Regions from separate parts of the Arachis hypogaea genome. Here region 1 is linked to region 2. Evidence: chromatin contacts called from public Hi-C data. All regions are on one chromosome and are shown on one strand. The core of a region is the stretch at or near the end of the contact, and the rest is flanking DNA. Distances in the headings are between cores, read along the strand shown.

The links. Hi-C and Micro-C count contacts between places; a contact is called where the count stands out from the background.
Region 1: a Hi-C map of leaf shows a contact between it and region 2, with 3 times the contacts expected there. The contact joins the enhancer-like site here to the promoter of LOC112750018 in region 2. A contact is called at or near these places in 2 of 8 Hi-C or Micro-C datasets (both in leaf).

What each region holds. Positions count from the first base shown.
Region 1 is chr15:25,486,506-25,492,940 of arahy.Tifrunner.gnm2.J5K5, reverse strand. No RefSeq gene overlaps it. Among protein-coding and RNA genes, the nearest start is that of LOC112750019, 33 kb to the left of the region's middle. Within about 2 kb of position 2,735, at least 3 of the 3 cell types and tissues checked have open chromatin away from gene starts, as enhancers often do.
Region 2 is chr15:25,329,281-25,334,874 of arahy.Tifrunner.gnm2.J5K5, reverse strand. It overlaps LOC112750018 (ADP-ribosylation factor 2), which reads left to right and starts at 3,911. Exons shown (of 7, transcript XM_029292876.2): 1 at 3,911-4,104; 2 at 4,442-4,601; 3 at 5,056-5,126; 4 at 5,260-5,379. The coding sequence starts at 4,454.

The DNA of each region.
Region 1 (6,435 bases), core at 1,486-3,985, 160 kb before region 2:
AGCTGTATATATGTTCAGGCACTAGCTTCCAAACCTTTCAGCAACATCACCTATTTTGATCACACAACTATCATGACGTTTATCATATGTTATTGTATGCTATATAAAAATAAAAAATGTATAATTTTCCCTCTTTGGGTTTTATTCATTCACCTATGTCAATCCGTTTATTTTTTTCATTATCTTATGTGCATATATGAGCCATGTGAATGTGGTCCTTTCACAAGTTCAAAGGTTAAGGATAATGTATGGAGGTTGAGTACCACTAATGCAAAGACAAAGACAAAGATGCATGGTTGCATATTTGAGTGCAGGAGTAGCTCACCCACCGGTTTGTGATCTCTTTAATTTGCTTCCTTGTACAACTAAGCCACCTTACTACTGTCACTGTGCTTGTTATTACAAGGTATAAGGTTGCAGGAAGCTGGATAATAATAAGCCATGATTCCTCTTTTTGTCCTCAAATGTATGTATTTGGAACCTTTTAACTCTAACTCCAAAGCCACATACATTACTTAAATATTGACTTAATCACAGGATAATTATATTATCCAACTGTCTCTATTGCAGGCTGCATAGTTCTCTGTCCCACACATGTTATTATATGAATGTTTTTGAAAGAATATGTTTCGGGTTTAATATAGTCAAATTAATTTCGAAAAGATGAGATACTTTTTAAATTTGTTTATAAAAGATTTTATTAATTAAATTAGTTTTTCAAAAATTACAAATTATCTTTCAATTATTTTATTAATAATTTTTGTCAATGATCGATAATATAAAATGTTAATTAATAGTATATATAATATCTAATATATCCAATTAAACACTGATTAAATATATTTATAAAAATCTATCAATTTTGTCACTAAGTCATATTGGAAAAATAGTGTTTATGTAATTAGGAAAAAGAACTAAATTAATAAATTTTCATAAATATATATTATCAATATTCAATTAGATATGTCAAGTATTATGCATGTTGTTAATTAACGTTTTACAACACTAATCATTGGCGAAAATTGTTAACGAAGTGACTAAAGGACAAATATAATTAATTTTTAATCTTTAATGGACCAATTTGAATGAGAAAAGTTTTTAGGGAGGAATTTAATTTAAAAATATTTTATCATTTTGGGACTAATTTAACTATTACTCTGAATGTTTTGGGTTTGTTTAGGTAAACTTCTAAAAAAAGTTATTTTTGAGTTATCTTTTTTTAAAAGATCTTTTAAAAAGGTAAAAATAATTTTATGTATGAATATCTGATCTCATGTAAAAAGATCTTTTTGTCTATCAATTATGTTTGGATTACGACCTATGAAACACAGACACTTTATTGATTTGTCGTGTTCACGTGTCGAACACATTTCGGACACGATACTCATCGACACTCGTCCGACGACCGACATGCGTGTTTTCTGTGTCCAACCGTGTCTTAATGAAAAATAAAAAGTTCTTCACTGGACACGCTCGCACACACCTAAATACCATCACGTGTCAGCGTACCCAACTTTATTCTTAACATATATTCTTAAAATGAGTTTAGAAATACTATATATTATTAATTATTAAAATAAAAAATATTTTAAATATTTTATATAATTAAAAAATATTAAAAAATTAATTTATATTTTAATAGTAATAAAATATCAAAATATCGTTATAATTTATCTAAAAAATATTTTATATTTTATATATATGCCGTGTCTCCGTGTCTTGTAAGAATTTTAAATTTGCATGTCCACGTATATTGTGTCGTATTCCGTGTCCGTGCACTATCCGTGTATCATAATTTATAGGTTACAACAAGATAAAACGTATTTTTTTATTTATTTATTATATAAAAAATATATTTTTTTAAAAAGTATCTTTAAAAAAATATAAATTGTAACTTCTTAAAAAATATATTTTTTATTGATATAATGACGTGAAAACAAGTATTTTGTATACATATTAATATATTATACAAGACATTGTGCTATTTCATATTGTTTTTTTATTGAATATGATGTATATCTTACTTAAAATTAGATTTGTATCTTGTTTAGTAATAGATAACATTACGGAATTAATTTGGATTGGTCGAGTGGTTAGCTCATTTATCCGTTAAAATAAGTATTGAGGGTCTGCTTTGTGCATGTAGCAACCCATTGGCTAGCGACATTAATTCTGTTAAAATTTTGTGATGATATACTTAAATGGATTTTTTCGCATTTTTTTTTATAAATAGTTAAAATATTTTTTAAAATAATAAAAAACTTAGAAATAAAATTTTGGTTTTATTTTTTGTATGTACTTTTTAAATAATTATCCAAATATTTTTATAAAATTTCGAATTAAATACCTAGCTTAAAACTTATAATAAAAACTGCATTTTTTGTTATTTACTTATTTTTGTCCTATTTTAAAAATTCTAAGAGTATTTTTATCATTAAAAAATTTAAAAGATACTTTTATTAGTAATTTGATAATTCCATGACATTTTTTATGATTTATTTGCAGGATAATTTTTAATCAAATTTAATGAGGGGTGGAATATAATAAGTATGCTGTTTTTTTTTTTTTTTTTTGGTCAAGTATAAGTATGCTGTTTTGGATGTGGCAATTGATTTTGTTGGACCACCATAGGCTGAAAGTAATGGACTCTAGAACCTAAATCTTTGGGGACAACCTATAGAGTAGGGCAGTGTATATTTTTACCACAAGCCCAAAGACAAGAGCCCTTTTGTTCGAATATGTCTCATGATGAGTTATGATTGGAGACAATAATGCCTTGGCCAAGTCCAAAAAATACCAAAAGACAATGGCACTGGCAACAAAGTTAAGTTCCACACGTTTTACATTTAATGTTGATAGGATTTCTACCTTCCTTCCATTCAAACCAAACATATTTTTTTTAGATTTTCATCCTCAAGAAAATAAAACAAAATTCTAAAACAAGAACAAGAACCCTATTTGCAACAACAAATATTTCAGCATAATAAGGAAAACACGGATTTCTCAAGATAAAATAATATAATTGTTGTAGGTTTAATGGCTAAGTACGTGTGTTTGGTAGCTTGGATAAAGAATTTTTAAAATTTTTTATGAATTTAAAATGTCCTGTAATTAATTGTTGTATTTTTTTTTTACGTGAATTGTTGTACTTCTATTACATGTAATTTACATTTACCAAGTTTTTTTTGTCTTTCTTAAGCAACTGGGCTGGAGCCCAACATAGGCCCAAGAAGAAAAAATGGGCTAGACATTTAACAACCCATAACATAGCCAAGAGAAAAAAATTCTAAAAAACAACTCATAGCATAGCACGTAAGTCACTCTTTTTTTTCTTGTGGTTTTCTCTTATACTTGACACTTGATAGTCTGGGTGATTTTCTTTTTGAAGTAAAAAAGCTCAACACAATAAAGTAGAGCAAAAGAAAAGAAATAAAAACTCATAACGCTAAAAATAACAATTCCTAGCCATCTCCGACATTGCCATCAACAATCACAGGGTTCATCACCAATCCACTCATCGTAACTTGTAAAGGATCTGTTAATAATGTCTATCACACTTGAACCTTGATTTTTGAAGATTCTATCATTTCTTTATAGTCAAATTGTCCAGATGACCGCAAAAAAGCCAACCAACCACCGCTTTCCTTCCATCTTTCTTGCTGATATATCCATCCAATTTTCATAGTATTGCTTGAGCATACCTGGAATAGTCCATATCCTTCTAAGAGTGAACAACCAAGCACACCACACCTGCCAAGTGAGCTCACAACCAATGAACAAGTGAAAAGCAGTTTCAACAGACTTATGATATAAAACACGAATGTTATCATTCTAGCCAATAACACCTAATCTACATAGTCTTTCCCTTGTATTCACCCTACCAACCAGTGCAAACCAAGTAAACAACTCAACCCTTGGTGGGACGAATCCTCTCCAAATAGTACTAGTGAAGCTATAGCTTGTGATATCCGCCGAAAGTACCTCTGCCTGCAATACCTGCACAAAGGAGTTAGTAGAATAATCACATTTTTTTATCAAATTTTCAGACCACTCTGTCCTCTCTCTCAGTTGTTAGTTTCACTGATTGCAGAACCGCATGAAGCTGGTTCACTAGTTCCAGCTCCCATTGAAAAAACTCTTATCGCCACTGGAAATTCCAAATCCACTCTAACCCATCGCAGAACCCACAATCCCTATGACAGAATCTTGAAGATTTGAGACCGAGAAAATTCTTGGAAAAGTAACTTTGAGAGCACCACAAGGTAACCAGCTATCCTCCCGAAAGCAGATTATCCCGCCATCACCTAGTTCCATAGCCAAGCCTCTGACCATCTTCTCTCTCACTTGTGGCTCCCTAATTTGTAGTTGACAAATATCCTTCCAAGGACCCCTTATTGTAGGTATAAGCTGATCACAAATCGTCTTAGAAGGATTCATGTTATTACAGGAACATACAAATTTCTTCTAAAGTGGACAATCCTCTTTTGAAAATCTCCATCACCACTTGAACAGGAGCGCTGTATTCTGAATTACCGCGTCACCAACTACCAAACCTCCTACCTTTTTGGGGGCCTGTTCAACTTCCCATTTTACTAAAGGCATCCTATCCCTCCCATCCTCCTTACTCCACAAAAAGCGTCTCTATAAGAATATTATTCTTAATGATTGGATACTATCATTCTACTCGGATGTTGGCTCATACTTTTTCAACTTGCAAGGTGAGAAGTCATATATACTATACGAATAAGAGAATTTCTCTCTCTTGACGAATCAAGCTATTAAGAAAATGAATCTCAAACATTGAAGATAGAAGTTCCCAAAAGTTTCTATCAAATACGAAATTTCTATGTCCTCTTGTTAGGTTGTTTCCTTAGTTGTTGTCCAAATAAATAACTATTTCTGACCATTAAAAATTTGGGGTTGACAAAATTAATAACAAAAACACAAAATTAATATTATACCTATCAAAGATGAGTTTTGTAATTTTGTTTAACAAAAATATCCCATCAATAAATTTAGAGTTAATTTCCTTGAAAAAATTTTAAAATTTCTAAAATACTCTTTTTATCATCCTCAACATTTTAACACTTTAGTTCATCCTAATCTTTCATCTTCTTCTATCACTATTATCCAACCTTCACACTAAAGCAAGTCACTAATTTTCTCCAACAAAAATATCAAATAGTCTAAAACAAATCATCAAGTTACGAAATTTTTTTTCTTAGGTTAACAATTTAGTGGTTAAGTATCTTTTGTGACAAAATTAGTGTGATTGAATCCAATCCGAACTTAATTTGCACAGATTTTGTTTCCAAACACATGGGTTACCACGCTTTGTCGTTATCAAATTTGTGCCATCTTATCGTCGGATTATTGTTACGATAATTCCGACGGTAATGTCATTTTTTTTAATTTTAAATAAATGGAAAATTTTAATTTTAAATTAAATTTTTTTTACACAATTAGTGATCAATTCATAAATAATACAATGTGTAAATAAAATAAAAGTCAGGCACACCAAATAAATGTATGAAACAATAATGCAAAAACCTAATATCTACAGATCCAGGTAGTCGTCATCGTTGTCAGTCCCATGGCCTTGAGTCAGCGGTGCAGGAGGTGGTGACGATGTCCGTGTGCCACCAGCATTGATGCTGCCACCAGCAAGGTCGATGTCAGCGGTGCGCATCTAGGCTTGGTACACCTCCATCTAAGCCTCCTTACGCTGCATCTACTCCAGCAACTCCCTAAACTCCAACTTGAGCTTATTCGTAGACGTCACGCGGGTGAGGATCTTCTGATACCCCTCCCGATAATCATTAAGCTCTTGAGCCTGCTGGTGCAGGTTGCGGTAGAGCTCCTGCACTCGGAGCCTCAAATCCACGCCTTCCTCGAGCTGGATGGCTCAACTGGTGGCAGAGCCTAGCGACGGCCTCAACATCGAGGTGTGGAGGTTGCTGGCGAAGAACGACCTCATCTCGTATACTGGTGCGAAATTTAGAGTCCACAAACTAACTGGCAAGTGCACCAGGTCGTACCAAGTAATACTTCACGTGAGTGAGAGTCGATCCCACGAGGATTGATGGATCAAGAAATAATGATTGAGTGATTGGCTTAGTTAGGCAAATAGAAAATAGTATTTTGGTGTTCAAAAGCATTAAACAATAGACAGAATTTTAAAGATAGGCAAATAAATAAGTTGGAAATAAAATATGGAGAAGGGAGTTAAGACTTCAGAGTTATCTATTTTTCCGGATTGACTTTTCTTATTAATTTATTTTAAACATGAAAGATTTAATTCATGGCAAACTATATGTGACTAGACCCTAATTCGTTAGACCTTTCTAGTCTCCTCTAATTCTCATCAACTGCCAATTCGTTGGTCAATTAATTCCAATTAGAGAGTGAAGTTTAATCCTAGTTTATGTGCCACAG
Region 2 (5,594 bases), core at 2,662-5,161:
AAAGGTAATGAGGGAGATGCGGTGTCAATCAGCGGCGCTACGATGGGATGGTTATCGGAGCTCGCGAGGGAGGGGGTGAGAGGTGTGCCATCGTTCACAAAGAAGGGATTGGGTAAATTTTGAAATAAGGATTGGATGGTTAGAATTAATGTAAATCTGAGAGGTTTTGTTACATTAGGGTAAAAAGTGGGTCCATTTTCAATTTTAACTTAAATTGGGCCAAATAAACAGCTTATTGTACACATTGTATAGATACCACATTGGCTCCCTAACGGGATTCTGTTTGTTTTAGATGTTAGAAAAAATTAGGGTTTCAAAATGTTGAAGATCACAATTAAGGGTAATTTAAAAATTTTATGTATTTTTTAACAAAATTAACACAAAATTTAATGATTGAATATCTTTGTCAAATAAAATTTATTTTTTATTGATATACTGTCAATTTTATTTTTTCGTAGTTAGTTTTGTCCATGCTTAAATCTTTGATAGTAAAAAATAGTGATTTACTCTAATAATCAATAAATCCAATTAAGGTTACTCAACTACTTTTTTCTTCATTTTAATTAATTGTTATTTGATAATTTTTTGTATTACCTTATTAATTTCTCTCTCTAAAGGATGTTTCTTGTCTTTTCTTACTAGGTTATTTACTCTAATAATCAATAAATCTTATTTCTATCACTTTTGGAGGTCTATAGTAGACCCAATTCACAGTTTATTCAGTGAATAAAATTACCTCTATCTTTAAGCGAAAAAAATAAATAAAAAAAAACAACTAGAGTATATTTTTTAAATTGATAAAGATCAATTTTTATATGTTCTAAATTAAAAGCATATTTAGTTCATATTAATAAAAGTATTTATTTTTAATTAGCTTTATTTTAACTAGAGTAACAGACATGACGGATTTACTTACAAATGTGTGGAGTATTTGCCCCTTAAATTTTAAAAACAAATAATAAGTAGGACAATTTACATAGATAAATTGTTTGTCCTTTAAATTTACACAATTGCATTTTTTCAAATATGAAGACACAAATACATTGTTTTATATATCTATAGAAACTGTTACTGTCAATAGCGGTTTATGGCCAAACATCAATAAACAGAAACTGCGACAGCCTCTAACGGTTTCTGTGTTCCCCATTTGCATGTAATCTGTGACTGGTTACAGTAGATTACGTATTTAGGTAAACCGCTACTGTCAGTAGCAGTTTCTATAAATATATGAAATAATATATATTTACGTCTTCATGTTTAAAAGAATGCAATTATATAAATTTAAAGGGCAAATAATTTATTTATAAAAAATTACCCTAATAAATATATACATAAGTATAAAATGCTCTCTTTAAAATAATAGGTTTATCCTCATATTTAATTTTTTTTTAATGTACGTGTGAAAAATCTAGGTTATTAAATAACAACACAATGACTTATCCAATTATATAAATTTAATCTATTTATATTAAAAAAATAAATATACTTGAATAATAATAATAATAATAATAATAATAATAATAATAATAATAATAATAATAATAATAATAATAATATTATTATTATTATTATTATTATTATTATTATTATTATTATTATTAGTTAATTATCCAAAGTTAAATTTAGTTTCTCAAATAAAAATGAGACTATTAGTATTTGATAGTTTTTTTAATTGATTGAGATAATACATATTATATATCGTTTATTTATTTTTACTATTTTATTTAATTTAGTTTTGGTATAATTATTTTCGTCAAAAAAATTTTTACCATGAATATTATAGAATGTCAATTCTGCAATTAAATGGCAAAAAATATTTGAATAATTATTTGATAAAAAAATATTATTTATATCTATATATAAAGAAAATTATGGTTGTTTGATTTGAATTTTTATTTTTTTCGTAATTAGTTTTGTGTTTCTTTCTTTAATTATATATTTTTTTATAAATTCTTTAATTTAAGCTGTACTCTTTTTTTGTATTATATAAAAAATAATTAATAAAATGTGAGTTGATAGATACATAGGATATTTGACAAAAAAATACTTTTAAATTAATATAAAAATTAAATATATTTTTAAATTAATATACTTTTTGATGTGTTAATTAATTATTTAAAATTTGACTAATATTTTAAATTTTAATATCTAAATATATTTATGTTAAATTTTTATTATTTTTATATATTATTTTTATCTTTATTACTAAAATTTTTTGGATTTATCATTGGACTAACAGACAATGAGAACAAGTAGAGTATATTTTTAACTTGAGGAAGATAAACTTTTTTATACTTTCTTAATTAAAATCACATTTAATTCATGTTATTTTTTGTTCACGACTCTTTTTACATTATAGATTAAAATTAGTGGCTATAATATCTTTAAAAGATATCTTAAATATGCCTACAAGAATAGTACAAAACTTTATCCCAACTGAGAAATTCACCATTTATCACTTTATTTTTTATATTGATATAAATTATAGAAAGAAAAAAAATAGTAATAATCTATTTTCCCTTTTCTTAGCTTTCTTTATGAAAAGGGATATAATTGATTCAATTTCTTTTTTACAAAATCCTTAATGCAGGTAAATATAAAAGTTCATCAAATATTTATTTTCAAAATATTTTAATTTTATATAGTCATAACTCATACAGAAAATAGTATATAGATGATGATAAATATAAAATAAATTTAAAGTTTTAATTTAAATAACTTTTAAATTTTTTTTAATATTTAAACTTTAAATATTTTGCTAATAATTTTCTCTTAAAATATTAAATTTTATTTTTTTTTTAACAACATATTTTCCTAAAACAAACGTGATACACTTTATATTATCTTATAATAAAGTATTTTTTGCAAGAAGGTATTTTAATTATATTATCCAAAGAAGGAATTTTATTACTGCTATCAAGAGAATTATTTCGTCAAAACTAAAACATTTTAAATTGATAGAAATTTAATTAGAAATTTTAAATTTCCATGCATTTAAAAGTCTTTGAAATTTAAAATATTTTATCCAATCTTAGAGTTCACTGTATATTTTATTTTCTTAGCCAATTAAGAAAATTCATTAATTATATTCAACCATATTAAATGTAAAAAAAAAAGTTAATCACAACAATTACTTATATAGAATATATTAAAATATAAAATATATATTATAATTAAGTTAAATAATATATTTATTTATCTAAAAATATATGACAACTAATTTTTAGTATACAGCTAATTTTTGGTATATTTATTGATTACAAAAAAATTATTATTTGTATACTAAAATTAGTCATTATGTATTTTTATACACATACATATATATTTTATATTAATAACTAATTTTGATGGCCAATGAGTTATAACTCAAATGACATAGTCTCCTTATACTCAATTAAGAGGTTGAGGGTTCAAGTCTCATATCTTTGGTATAAAAAAAAAAAAACTAATTTTGATGGTTAATTTTGATATACATTTTATATGTTGTATTAGTTATTATAGGGTAAATCACAAAAAATGTATTCTAATTATTTTGGTGTTTACAAAAATGCATCTAAATTTTATTATCGACAAAAATATCTTCAAATGGTTTAAATACGTGACAAAAAGTCTAATATTAAATATATATATTCACAAAAAATACTTTAGAAATTAAATTTTGATGCGCTTTTTTGTATGTATGATTAAAAAATGAGATATTTTTATTTTTAAAATTTGGTGATTTTTCTAAGTATATATTTTTTATATTTTTTATTAACAACTAAAAATCATTTTAAAAAATAAAAAATTAAATTTTCATTCAATTTTTTATGTGTATTTTTTATAAAATTATTTAAATATTTCTATAAAATTTTGAATCAAATACTGTTAAATACAAAAATCTTTTTCTGTAGAGGTAAGTTGCAAAAACAAAAGAATGAAAGATTACACAACAATGCTTGCAAAATAAAATCCCCCATTTTTAACTCGTTGACGGGTCTCTCTCTTTCTCCACATAATCGCGTTGCTGCAAAGCATTCTTTTCTCTCTCTCTCTCTCTCCCTCTTCTCTCTCTCTCTCCGAACGTTCTGTTTCCAGATCACTCAAGGCTCTCATTTCCCAACGGTATACCCTCTTGTCCTCTTCTCTTTATCTCTCTCTCACGCACACAAATACCAGTGTTTAGATCCGATTTGATTGTGTAAGAAATGTTGTGACAATCTTGAATTTTGTTCGTTGCCAACTTATTTGCATGTTTCGTGGATTTTTTAATTTTAGTTTTTCCACGTTGAGTTTGAGATCTAACTGAGTCCAATGGCTTTGAATACGATTTAGGGGAAAAGATTGAACTCTCTGATAAAATACCTTTTTTTCCTTAATTGTGTTTCTGAAAATCGAATAAAAAGTTTCATATTTTGGGTCTTGATTTGTTTCTTTCTTGTGTGTTTCGTTCTATCCACAGGTTGAAGGAGAAATGGGGCTGACATTCACAAAGCTTTTCAGTAGGCTCTTTGCCAAGAAGGAAATGAGGATTCTCATGGTGGGTCTTGATGCTGCTGGTAAGACCACTATCCTCTACAAGCTCAAGCTTGGAGAGATCGTCACTACAATTCCCACTATTGGTAAGTTTTTGAGGCTATGATTCACGCTTATTCTTGCTAGATAGCCATATATCAATAGTTTCCCTTTCAGCATTGGAAATAATGTGAAGGCATTGATATTTGTTACTTAACATCTTATATGGTTAGAATGTATCTTTGATAATTTAGGATCTAACTTTATTAGACTTGTTTGTGTTGTGATATATTATTTGAAACAAACGTATTGCTAAATCTGTAAACAAACATTTCAAAGGGAAACATCGCATCCAAAAATACCATGTTGCATATATCAATTGCTTGCAACATAGTACATTAGATTTGCTGTGAGATCATGAATTTAAAGCGATATGACCACCATATATTCTTGAGAAACTATGTTATTACTTTTAAACAATAAATAAATAATGCATAACTGTGTGCCTGTGTGGCATATTTTTGTTTCTTGTTTGATGCGCTTATTCATTAATTTTTTCAGGGTTCAATGTGGAGACTGTTGAATACAAGAACATTAGCTTCACTGTTTGGGATGTTGGTGGCCAGGACAAGGCATGACGATTGATTCTTATGCATTCTTGAAAAAATTACAGTCAAGATATTCAATGCATTGCATAGCAAATTAACATAACTTGGCAAAGTTGCTTGGTGCCTGGTTGCTGAATACTTATGTTCTCTGTTGCAGATCCGTCCATTGTGGAGGCACTATTTCCAGAACACCCAAGGTCTTATATTTGTTGTGGACAGCAATGACAGGGACAGAGTTGTTGAGGCCAGAGATGAGTTACATCGGATGTTGAATGAGGTACTTTAGCTAGTTTGCTATTTCCTGTTATGCCATGCTGCCTTATTCATATTTGTTAATGGTTTATACTAATCCCACTTTTAGAGTTGATTTGTTCTGATTTATGATTGACTGAGTATTGGGTATGGGAACACGTTGAGACCAAAAGGAAGGACCTGTAAATTTGTAAAGTTAGAAAGGTTTTAGAATAACAATATAATGTTGACCATTGAAGA